Linked DNA regions of Mus musculus: region 2 is linked to region 1. A link is a contact called in public HiChIP or PLAC-seq data. All regions are on one chromosome and are shown on one strand. The core of a region is the stretch at or near the end of the contact, and the rest is flanking DNA. Distances in the headings are between cores, read along the strand shown.

Region 1 (5,231 bases), core at 1,057-3,556:
CCTGAAATGTGCATAAAAGTAAACATTTATTTGAATGTATCCCTCTCTGAGAACTTATGAGTAAGTTGAAAAAAAAATCCTAAACTGTATTCTGGAAACAGACTTGTCCGACTGAGCAGCCCTACCCTTCTCCCAGGCTCTAACCAGGCCATAGATCTTCACTGCCTCCTCCCACCTTCTCTAAACAGGAGGGAAAACTCAGAGCAGGTGATGAAGTCTCACAAGCACACACACACACACGCACACGAGCATGCATGCATGCATGCACACACGCCCCCACTCAGACATGCACAAACACACACACACATGCACTCAGACATGCATACACCTGTGCAGCCTTGGCAGGGTGATCCCCACAGGTTCTGGGATAGCCAGGGCTACATAGAGACCCTGTTATCTATCTTTATTTCAAGTTTCTGTCTTCCTTTTCGCAGTTCTCCGCAAGCCTTTCTGTACTTTCTGCTTTGCTCCCCTGCCACCCCTTCTTCAATGTCTTTATTATCTCAGTCTTAGGAACATTTCACATCTGTAAACCTCATTCTTCAGTTCTAAGTGAGTGGCCAGGGTGTGCCTGGAGCTGCATGTTGGTTGGCACAGGTGACACTCCTGCCCTCTTGGAAGTCCCAGGCTCCAAGAAAGACTTGCATTAATTGTCTGGAATACTATCGAGGGTGCAGTGGTGTGTGTCTTTAGGCATAGCTACCGGAGACAGGAGACTTGCTTTACCTTAGAGGTTCTTTGAGGCTAGCCTAGGTAACATAGCAGTACCTCGTCCTAAGAAAGTCTAAGTCCATCAGGTGAGATGGTACCCACCATCAGATCGGCTCCCTGGAGGGAGGACTCACTATCCTGGGCTACATAATGAGCACCAGACTTGACAGCAGGAAGACCCTGTCTATGACAACAATAGGTAAACTGATGGGCTGGGGATATTATTGTACCACGTTAGAGTGTCCCAAGCATGTTTAAGGCTCGGAGGTTAACCTTCTGCAATAGTTACCTTCCTTCCTAAGTATTTACAAATATTTATTTTATACACATGTCGGAGCTAACTGTTAAGTAGACACAGCAGCAGAAGCGAAGGTTTTCTACAGGAGGGTCAGAAGGCTTCTTTAAAAGTGGTTAGGCTAGCCTGCTCTCAGGAGGCAGAGGCAGGTACATCTCTTGAGTTCAAGGCCAGCCTGGTCTACAGAGAGAGTTCTAGGAAAGCCACACAGAAAAACTCTTGTCTCAGAAACAACGTGGTTGAACTGGATGCTGAATAAAGGATTATGATGCTCCGTCAGGTGAGGAAGGCCTTTGGCTGAGGAGTGGTCCACACACTGAGGACCAGTGTGCAAGGACAGCAGGGGAAAGCATGCCCGAATACACTGGTGGCAGTTCTCGGCTCCACCGCCCTCAGCTGACAAAGGTCAGGGGACATTTTCCTTAGTAGGATCACTCTTAATTGCTTGTCGTGGTTGTGCCTGCCTGCCCCAAGCAATCCCCAGTAGACTGCTTTGTAAGGACACATTCCAGACTGTTTACTTGAAGTAAATGGCTCTGGCTTCTTCCCAGGAGAGATGCAGCGTGCCTCATTAGAGGAGTTGATTTTGTATATGCCTGTGATCTCAGCACATGAGAAGGTGAGGAAAGGTTGCTGTGAGTTCCAGGTCAGCCTGGGTCTCAGTCACACTGTCCTCTAGCTGGGTTTCTGTGGCTGTGATAAAACATGGACCAATACCAGCCTGCAGGGTTAACCTGGCTCACACATCAGGTTGCAGTCAGTCATTGAGGGCAGGTGGGAAGGAACCATGGAGGAAACTGGCCTGTGCCCCATGGCTCCCTCGGCTTACCTGCTTATACAACCCAGGATCCCGCCCACATGTTACATAAAGAAAATGCCCCACAGGCAAGCGCACAGACCAGTCTGATGGAGGCTGACCTTAAACTGAGGTTCCCCTCCCAGATGAGTCTCCTTGTTTCTGTAAGACTATGGCGGGCCCTAGCTTACTGCTGACCCCCTGAGTAAACCATGAAGATCTGAGAATCGATGCAAAAAGCAAGAGGAATTTATTGTCCCAGTGCACTGGGGTCATCCCAGACCCAAAGGAGAGGCGGTGACCCCCAGTGGCCTGTTCTGCGTGGTTTTATATGGCTTCCAGGGGTGGAATAGAGCATCAGCAACTAGGCACAATATGATTGGTGGAACAGTGCGCCCTTTAAACTGATTGGTCTTTAGGGAATGAGGTAGCAGGAGCTTACTCAGCCTCTCTCTTCTGGCCTATGTGCTCTCTGACCTGTCTCTTTTAGGAGAGGAGGGGTCCAGTGGAACTTTTCAAAGGCTGAGCTGACCTCTTCATGTCAAGTTGACAAAAACTAACTAGCAGAGAGATACCCTGACTAAAAATAGATAAGTAAATAAACATTTGTTTAGCTTTTTATTTATTTACTTTTTATGTAAATAAATTGTGTGGCTTTTGCTGGCTTGAAATTCACATTCCTCTTACCTCAACCTCTTGATTCCTGAGAGATTAGTCATGCACCACCATGCCTAGATTATTTTACTGTTTAAATGTGAAGCCTTATCATGGTTCCTCCTCAACAGAGTTATGTAAGCAGGTCATTCACTCTGTCTCCCCTTGCCTTGTGATAATGACCTTACAACTATTGCGTCCCGCTCGACCGGCAAGAAAGACGCAACAAACCAGAATCTTCCGCGGCAAGAGCTTTATTGCTTGCTTCTCAGGAAGATCCCGAACCGGGAAAATGGCGCTGCTTTTATAACCCGCAGCGTGACGTTTCAGCACCTGATATGGCGTGACAGCTTCCGATTCGTTGCTTGCCCATCACCCCACTATTACACCCCGAGAATAGGAGTGACTAGGAGTGAATTCACTCTCGCACCTGCGTACAAGGCTTGTTTACTAGTTAGGCACAGTGGAGGCCCGCGCCATCTTATAATGGCGATTGCTCGCCGCACACACGGCTCTCCTCAGAGATTACTGGCGGCACGCACGCGATTGCTCGAAGCACGTACCGGCTCTCCACATACAACCACACCCACCACACCCCCCCCACAATATCAGACTTGGACCCAAACAGCCCTACTCCCAGTGGAACTTTGCTGGGCTCTCTATTTTATAAACTTACATGTCAGTTGGTAACAAATGTTCTTAATGCTCTCCCATTGGAGATTGTGGGGGGTTGGTTTTCTTCTGCAGTTTAGTGGTACTAGCTTTAGAGTTCTGGAACAATAGTCTCTTTTCTTTCATAATTTAAATGATGTGGTTCAGCCGGGCGTGGTGGCGCACATCTTTAATCCCAGCACTGGGGAGGCAGAGGCAGGCGGATTTCTGAGTTCGAGGCCAGCCTGGTCTACAAAGTGAGTTCCAGGACAGCCAGGACTACACAGAGAAACCCTGTCTCGAAAAACCAAAATAAATAAATGAATGAATGAATGATGTGGTTCTGGGCTGCAGTGTAGCTTCGAGGCAGAGCAGTTGCCTGGCACCAGACCCTGGGCTTAACTCCCAGTGCTGCATAGATAGATAGATAGATAGATAGATAGATAGATAGATAGATAGTGCAAAGATGGATGGATGGGTGGATAGATGGGTAGATAGATAGATGGATGGATGGATAGGTGAATGGTTGGATGGATGAAACTGTGCCATTGTTCAGAGTTTCTTGTGAGAAATGCCCAGGCCACCATCACTGAAGTGTTTGTTCCTCAATAGTAATTTGGCTGTGGTTTGTTTTTTTTTCTGTTGATGCAGGATCCCTTGTATACAGGCTGTCCTGGAACTACCTAGGTAGTGGAGGATGGCCTTGAACTTCTGGTCCTCTGTTTCCATCTCCCAAGTGCTGGGATTACAAGCCTGCACCACCGTGCCTGGGTTATGTGGCGCTGGGGATAGAGTCCAGGGTTTCAGGAGTGTTGGCAAGCTTCCTACCAGCTGAGCCACATTCGTGGGCCCCCAATTTTGTTTTTCCTTTGTTTTTAGTTTTTGGCTTTTAGCTCTGTTGCAGTGTGTCTAAGCATGTATTTCTCTTTGGAATATGTTGAGATTTTTTTATTTGTTTGGAGGGCCTCCGCATCCCTCTCTTCCATCCTTCCTTTCTTTCTCCTTTGCTCCCCTCCATTTTCCTCTCCACCACCACCCCCTTCCTTCTTCTCTCCTTCCTGAGGTAGGTCTCAATCTGTAGCTCAGCTTCCGGCATTCTTTCTGTCTCAGCCTCTCTGCTGCCAAGATCGCATGCATGCACCATTATACTCGAGCGGTGTTATTTGTTGATCATTTTTAACTAGCATATCAGTTATAGAAGCTTGGGATGTAGTTGGACAATAGAGTGTCTTCCTAGTAGTAAGGCTCTGGGTTAGACCCACAACTCCTCAAAAACATCATAAAGATCATATGTATTAGCAGGGCCTGGTGACATATATCAGTAATCCTGATTCTTGGGAGTTCAAGGCCATCCCTGAGTATAGAGGGCTAGAGACCAGCTTAGGCTACGTGAGACCCCATCTATAAATATAAAGAAGCCTTCTGTCTTAAAACGGTGCTGTGTGTGTTTCAGTTCATGTGCTGAGGCCTGTAACATTTGCTCCAGGGACACATATCTGTCACCTCAAACACTTGACACTTATTTATGGTCCAGCTTCTGCACTATGGCCCTGGTACAGTTTTCTGCACTTATCCTACTGAGCAATAGCTTTTGATTTGGGGTGCTAGGGGTTCAATCCAGGGCCTTGTACATGAACCCCTGAATGTATAGGGGTTTTTTCTTTCTTTTACTGTTGGAGTTTAAAGTAACTTATTTTTCAAGGAGTGGTTTCTCTGACCTTTACTCTACTTCTGTGGCTCAAACAAGAGGACCCCGCCGTCGTATTTTCCCATAGACCCGGGAACTCTGTTTCTTGTCTGCTTCTTCAGTTCTTTTCCTCGTGCTCAGGGTAACTTCTGTCATGCTGTCTCCAGTTTTTCCAGTTTCTCCTGTTGTTTCCATTTCTTTTGAGTCAATCCAAATGAGTTCATATTTTTATTATACTTTTTGTTTCTAAAGTCCTCAGTCAGCTGTCTTCATATATTCTATTTTCTTTTTTTTTTAATTGAGAAAGGATTTTTTTAAGATTTATTTATTTATGTATATGAGTAAACATTGCTCTCTTTAGACACACCAGAAGAGGGCATCAGACCTCCCATCACAGATGGTTTTGAGCCACCATGTGGTTGCTGGGAATTAAACTC
Region 2 (5,223 bases), core at 2,121-4,620, 33 kb after region 1:
TGGAAGATATTGTGGAATGTGGACTTTTAAGTGTTAAGGTTAGCCTTGAACTCACAACTCTCCAGTCTTAGTCTTCTGTATACCTAGTATAACAGGTACGTACTACTAGGCCTTGTTCATACTTTGCTTCTCTATCCGAATATACTTACTGGCTAGCTGCTGTATATTTATCAATAATGGCACTGAAAAGGAATTGCTCTGACTCTGAAGGCACTTAGAGCCACCCAGGCTACAGATCCAAGTGAATTATTGCAGCTTTCATAAATGTTAGTAAGGAAGACAAAATTTTATGGGGAAAGAGCTGGAGGTGGTCAGTCAAGAGAGTCCTTTTTGGAGTAAGTTAAGTTTAGCTGATAAGATATACAATTAACTGGGTGAGCTGAGGGGTTGTTGTAAGCTCACGAAACACCATTTAAGAGCTCTTGAGACATTTATGCTCGTCTTTCCCATCTGTGCACAGTAAGTGCCTAATAAGTGCTGAGTCAATAAATATACCACGGAAGTTCAGACCTCTATTCCCTGGCATTGGAGATGGTACAGACTTAATTTCTTTTTTCAAAGGAAACAGAATCCCTTAACGGGGGAATGAGAAGGGAGACAGACAGCTCTTGGTGCACATTGCTAAACTGAAACTATGAGTGGGAATGAAAAATTGATTTACATGAATTTTCATCCCTGGAGCAAGTCAATTTATTCTGTACCAGAGAACTTTGAGTATCTGGCTTCAAAGCCAAGCTGTTCTTCCATGTTCTGAGTTTTTGGCCTGCTGTGAAACCAGTGTTTGCTCTCGCCTTCTGCAGCACACGGTCCTGAGGTCATGGAAATTCACAGCTAGATCAAACCAGGGTATGGAAAATTTGAAACCTTCCACTGTGTATTTTACTTTGGGGCCTTGGAAGATATTGTGGAATGTGGACTTTTAAGTGATCTCTTTCAAAGGCAATGCTAAAGAGTGATAACTGGCTTACTTACTGAACACTGTGTGCGCTGCATATCTCATGCTAACTCTCACAAGAGCATACCAAGCTATATAGTAACTTCATATTGCTCACCTTAGGGTTTAGTTCTTCTTTTGTTGGTTTTTGGTTTATTTTGTTTTATCTTGGTTGTTTTTTCTTTGTGTTTTTGTTTTGTTTTGTTTTGTTTTGTTTTTTGACTTTTTGAGACATGATTCCTTATGTAGCACTGACTTGCCTATTCAATATGTAGACCAGGCTGGCCTGAACCTCACAGAGATCTACATGCCTCTGCCTCCCAAGTGCTGGGACTAAAGGCATGGACCACTGTGACTGGTTCAAATGAAATTTTGTCTTCAAGTTTTCATTTTAGAAAGAAATTAAGGGAATATGGTAAGATGAATCAGAGGGTAAAGCCGTTTGTTTCCAAACCTGAAAACATTATGTTAATCCTCAAGACCCACACAGTAGAAGACAAGCATCAATTCCTGCAAGTTGTCCTTTGATCTCTACACTTTTATATCCCCACCCCCACCCCATTCTAGCATGGGCATGTAGTGTTTAGTTGACAAGTAATGAGATTTTGGGCATTCCTTTCTCCACATTAACCCAAACATTTAATGTGCCAGCCTCTCTTGTGGCTACACATGTTGAGGGGCTTCATAATTTTTCACTACTGGATTGAAGTAAAGACTTATTTCTGTCATGCTGACTTTTTATCCTTAATGCTAGGATTGCTAATTTGTTTGTTTGTTTGTTTGTTTTGAGACAGGGCTTCTCTGTGTATCCTTGGCTGTCCTGGAACCCACTTTGTAGGCTAGGTTGGCCTGAAACTCAGAGGTCTACCTACCTCTGCTTCCCAAGTGCTGGGACTAACGGTGCTCACCACGATTACCTAGCATGCTAAGTATTTATTAAATAAGCTTAACACAATACCTTAACAACGTTTCCTGCGGAAATTAAATAAATCCACATTCACTTGTCAGTGCAAAAGGCAATCATTCAGTTGAGACTTTTGGATTACTGTATGTTTGGAATTTTGGGATTTTACCCATAACAATTGTCTAGAAATAGTCTCCAAATCTTCCAAAGAGAAAGCCAAGGGTGTTTGCTCTTGGCTTCCTCACCTCATTATGCATTTTTTCTGTCTGCTTGCCTTAGTTTCTACCTATGTACATCATCATTTTTTGAGAAAGGATCTCACTGTTATCTATCTATCTATCTATCTATCTATCTATCTATCTATCTAATGTTTTTGAGAAAGGATCTCATGTAGACTCAGTTGGTCTAAACTCCCGACTCTGCCACCCAGACCATGAGCTGACACTCTGGGGCTGGTATTTACATCAATAGCCCCCTCTCAGAGTTGTTTCCCTTATCACACCACTGAATTTTTTTTTAAAGAACTTTAAGAAGCATCTTTCCTACCTCACTGGAACATAAGCTCAATTATGCCAAGAATTTTTGTCTCTTTTGTACACACAGCCCTAGCATCATAAATAGTATTTGGCTCATAGAGCTATGAGGAAATTAAAATGAAAAAGATCAAAGTATTTTAAAGTCGGATTTTCTTATCTTACTTCCAAACGTCCACATTAGCTACAGTTCATACAGGATCCATGCACTTGAAAGGGGGAAACACCTTTTTTTGGAGGGGTGGGGGCAGGGTCAAAGTGTCTAGCCCTGGCTGGCTCAGAACTCACTGTGTTGACTAGGCTGGCCTTAGACTTAAAGAGATATGCTAGTGTCTGCCTCAGGAGTGCTGGGGTTAAAGACATGAGCCACTAAGCCAACCTGAATTTCTTAATAAATGACTGGGTATTTGAGAGTGTGTGCCTCCAACTTTTTCGGTTCAACTTCGAAATTAAGGCATCTGGCCTTAATTTATTGCTACACTTTCCCAGGAATTGAAGCATGACCAACCTCCACAGTGGTCCACGTGTGGCCTCAGGGTCACTTATCCCTCTGCCTTCCGAGTGTTCCTGGAGCAGTGGCCCATCAGAGGTCTATGGTCCAGATGTAAGGACCTAGTTCCGGTTTCTTTCCGAGAGATGGGATGGAAAAGAGAACCATACTTTAGAGCTGAGAGAAGCGAGGTGGTGGGTGGAGGTGAGGAGAGGGGCTGATGTGGTGGAGGGGGAAGGGCGAGCCTGGCTGCCCTCTAGGTGGCAGGGGTCCAGCGGCAGGCAGAGCCTCAGGGCGGCCCCTAGCGGAGAGTGGCTTTGGAGGTCAAAAGACCAGGGCAGGCTCCCGCAAGCCCGCCGCCCACCTCCGCCTCTGGCCCTGGGGGCGAGCCTGGGGGCGGGTTTTGTTTACTCCCTACACGCACTGCGGCCCGGCCAATCCGTGGAGAGCGTCGGCGCGCGTCATGCCAGCCGAGGGCCAATCGGCGCTCACCGTGCTGCTCCGCCGCCAAAGCGAGCGCGGGGGAAGCGGCGCCGCCGCGGCCGTGTCGCTGAGGGCGGACGGCGTCGGGCGCGCTGGGCTGTGCGGCCGTCGCTGCCTGGCACGCGGGGCGCGCCTTGACCCTTCCTGCACTGCAGGCTTCCGACGCGCGCGAAGACCGCGGCTGCGCGGCCGGGAGCTTGCTCCGAGCGGACCTGGCTCTGCCTGAGGAGCGGCGGCTCGCGAAGAAGCGTCTCCCCGGGAGTGGGCCGAGGGCTGTGTGGACCGGCGGCGGCCCCTCTGCACCAAGCTGCGGTAAGGTCCCGGAAAGGGCGCGGGCCTGCGCGCCAGGGGCCTTTGGACCGGGCGTGGCCCCCCGCCGGCCGGCTCTCCCCTGCCCTGTCCCGGGAGTCTCAGCTTGTCCTCAGGATTTCTCTGCAGCGGGGCCAAGCAACCCTGGAATACCTGATGAGGCTCCGGAGCCCGCGGGCTCGCCATCACCCGGGATCAGGAAGGGCAAGGGCTGACTTGGGCTTCTCACTCAGATCTTCTGACTTTCCCTCCTCCCTTCGTGATCCACCATCCTCCAGTCTGTTTCTGCGGGGTGCTTTTGCAGAGTTCCAAAGCTCTCCCTACCTGGAAGACCCCCAGGTTCCCCCAAGAGAACTTTTCCTTTCAAGTAGAGGTTACTTTCTCGGCCCAAGTTCTGGGAGGAATTCTGCACAAGGCCCTGGTTGCTGTGCACAGAGCAGCGGGAAAGTGACTGTGGGCTCCGCCGAGAGGTGGCACAGTGAAGTGCGTGGACACTCACTCGCCCGTGTTCCGGTGCTTTGTGTGGGCTCAGTTTGTTCATCTGTGAGCCACATCTGCCTATGCGAGGACGGGGAGGGTGTTGGGAGAGAGAAAAGGGCTAATCTCCGGAATGCACTTGAAACAAAGCTCACTTCTACTAAATGCATAACGTAACCCTGGATGCTGGAGGAGACTCTGGACCCCATGTTGTTTCACCTTTTCGGCTGAAATCGTTACCAGGCTTGTAGCCTGGCCTAGCAAAATGTTTACTTTGCATTCTTTTTCCATAGCATTCGTTGAAAGTACCTTTGAGCCTTTGGCGACTTCTGTCTTTCCTCCTTTCATCTCAAGGGGCTCCAACCCCTTATCCTGCCTCCTCTAGGCCAGCAGTTCTCAACCTTCCTAATGCTGTGACCTGACCCCAACCATAAAAGCATTTTGTTGCTACTTCATAACTGTAATTTTGCTACTGTTATGAATTGCAATGTAAATATTTAGGTTTTCCGATGGTCTTAGGCAAGAACGACTCCCTTTAGAAAGGGGTCATGACCCACAGGTTAGAAAACACCCCTCTACAGAGCCAGCTGCTGTGTTTCATTTGACTTAGAATTTTTCTGGGTCATTTGTTTTCTGTTCTCCTAATGGTTTGAAGTCATCGTAACTAGGCAGTATGGTTTAAGTCATTAGCCTCTTTTCCACTGTGGCAGAATTCAAAGTTGAGTATAAAATGTTTGTTTTGCATCTTGCCTCTTCCAGTCACTGATTATCTTACGATTTACTAAGGCTTTACCACTATCCCATTGCTGGAATTCATGTAAGTGTCCATTCTCAAATTGCATCAGGAGATAAAGGCGCCGGCCAGACCCCAGGTTCTGTCACGCTTGTGTACTGGCTCTGGGCAGAGTTAGTTTTAGAACATCTTGTGCCTTGGAACTAGTTTAGTGTTATGGCAGATATGGTGTCAGTAGCCAGTGCTGGCATGTGGTTGCAGAGTCAGGAATGCAGCACTTAACATTTGTTAAGAAAGTCCCGAGACTTAGTAAACCCTTCTGTTGCCTTAATTCCAGGCATAGTAAAGTAGTTTTAGTTA

The links. HiChIP or PLAC-seq counts read pairs in DNA pulled down with a chosen protein or histone mark.
Region 2: a contact with region 1 is called in an H3K27ac HiChIP or PLAC-seq map of embryonic stem cells, with 13 read pairs. The contact joins the promoter of Tfdp2 here to the enhancer-like site in region 1. A contact is called at or near these places in 7 of 39 promoter capture datasets (the HPC-7 cell line, embryonic stem cells, frontonasal cranial neural crest and 3 more), 2 of 15 datasets of contacts at CTCF or cohesin (CD8 T cells and the NIH/3T3 cell line), 4 of 484 Hi-C or Micro-C datasets (LSK cells, Sertoli cells and embryonic stem cells), 5 of 115 datasets of contacts at active chromatin or transcription factors (the SCID.adh cell line, embryonic stem cells and heart atrium) and 3 of 9 other capture datasets (adipose tissue, liver and pancreatic islet).

The regions. Positions count from the first base shown.
Region 1 is chr9:96,161,110-96,166,340 of GRCm38.p6, forward strand. All of the region lies in intron 11 of Gk5 (glycerol kinase 5 (putative)), which reads left to right. Among named protein-coding and RNA genes, the nearest start is that of Tfdp2, 33 kb to the right of the region's middle. Within about 2 kb of position 2,307, at least 17 of the 459 cell types and tissues checked have an H3K27ac peak or open chromatin away from gene starts, as enhancers often do. A contact at or near this core is called in the NIH/3T3 cell line and embryonic stem cells, where this site is marked.
Region 2 is chr9:96,192,905-96,198,127 of GRCm38.p6, forward strand. It overlaps Tfdp2 (transcription factor Dp 2), which reads left to right and starts at 3,371. Exons shown (of 13, transcript NM_001184706.1): 1 at 3,371-3,656.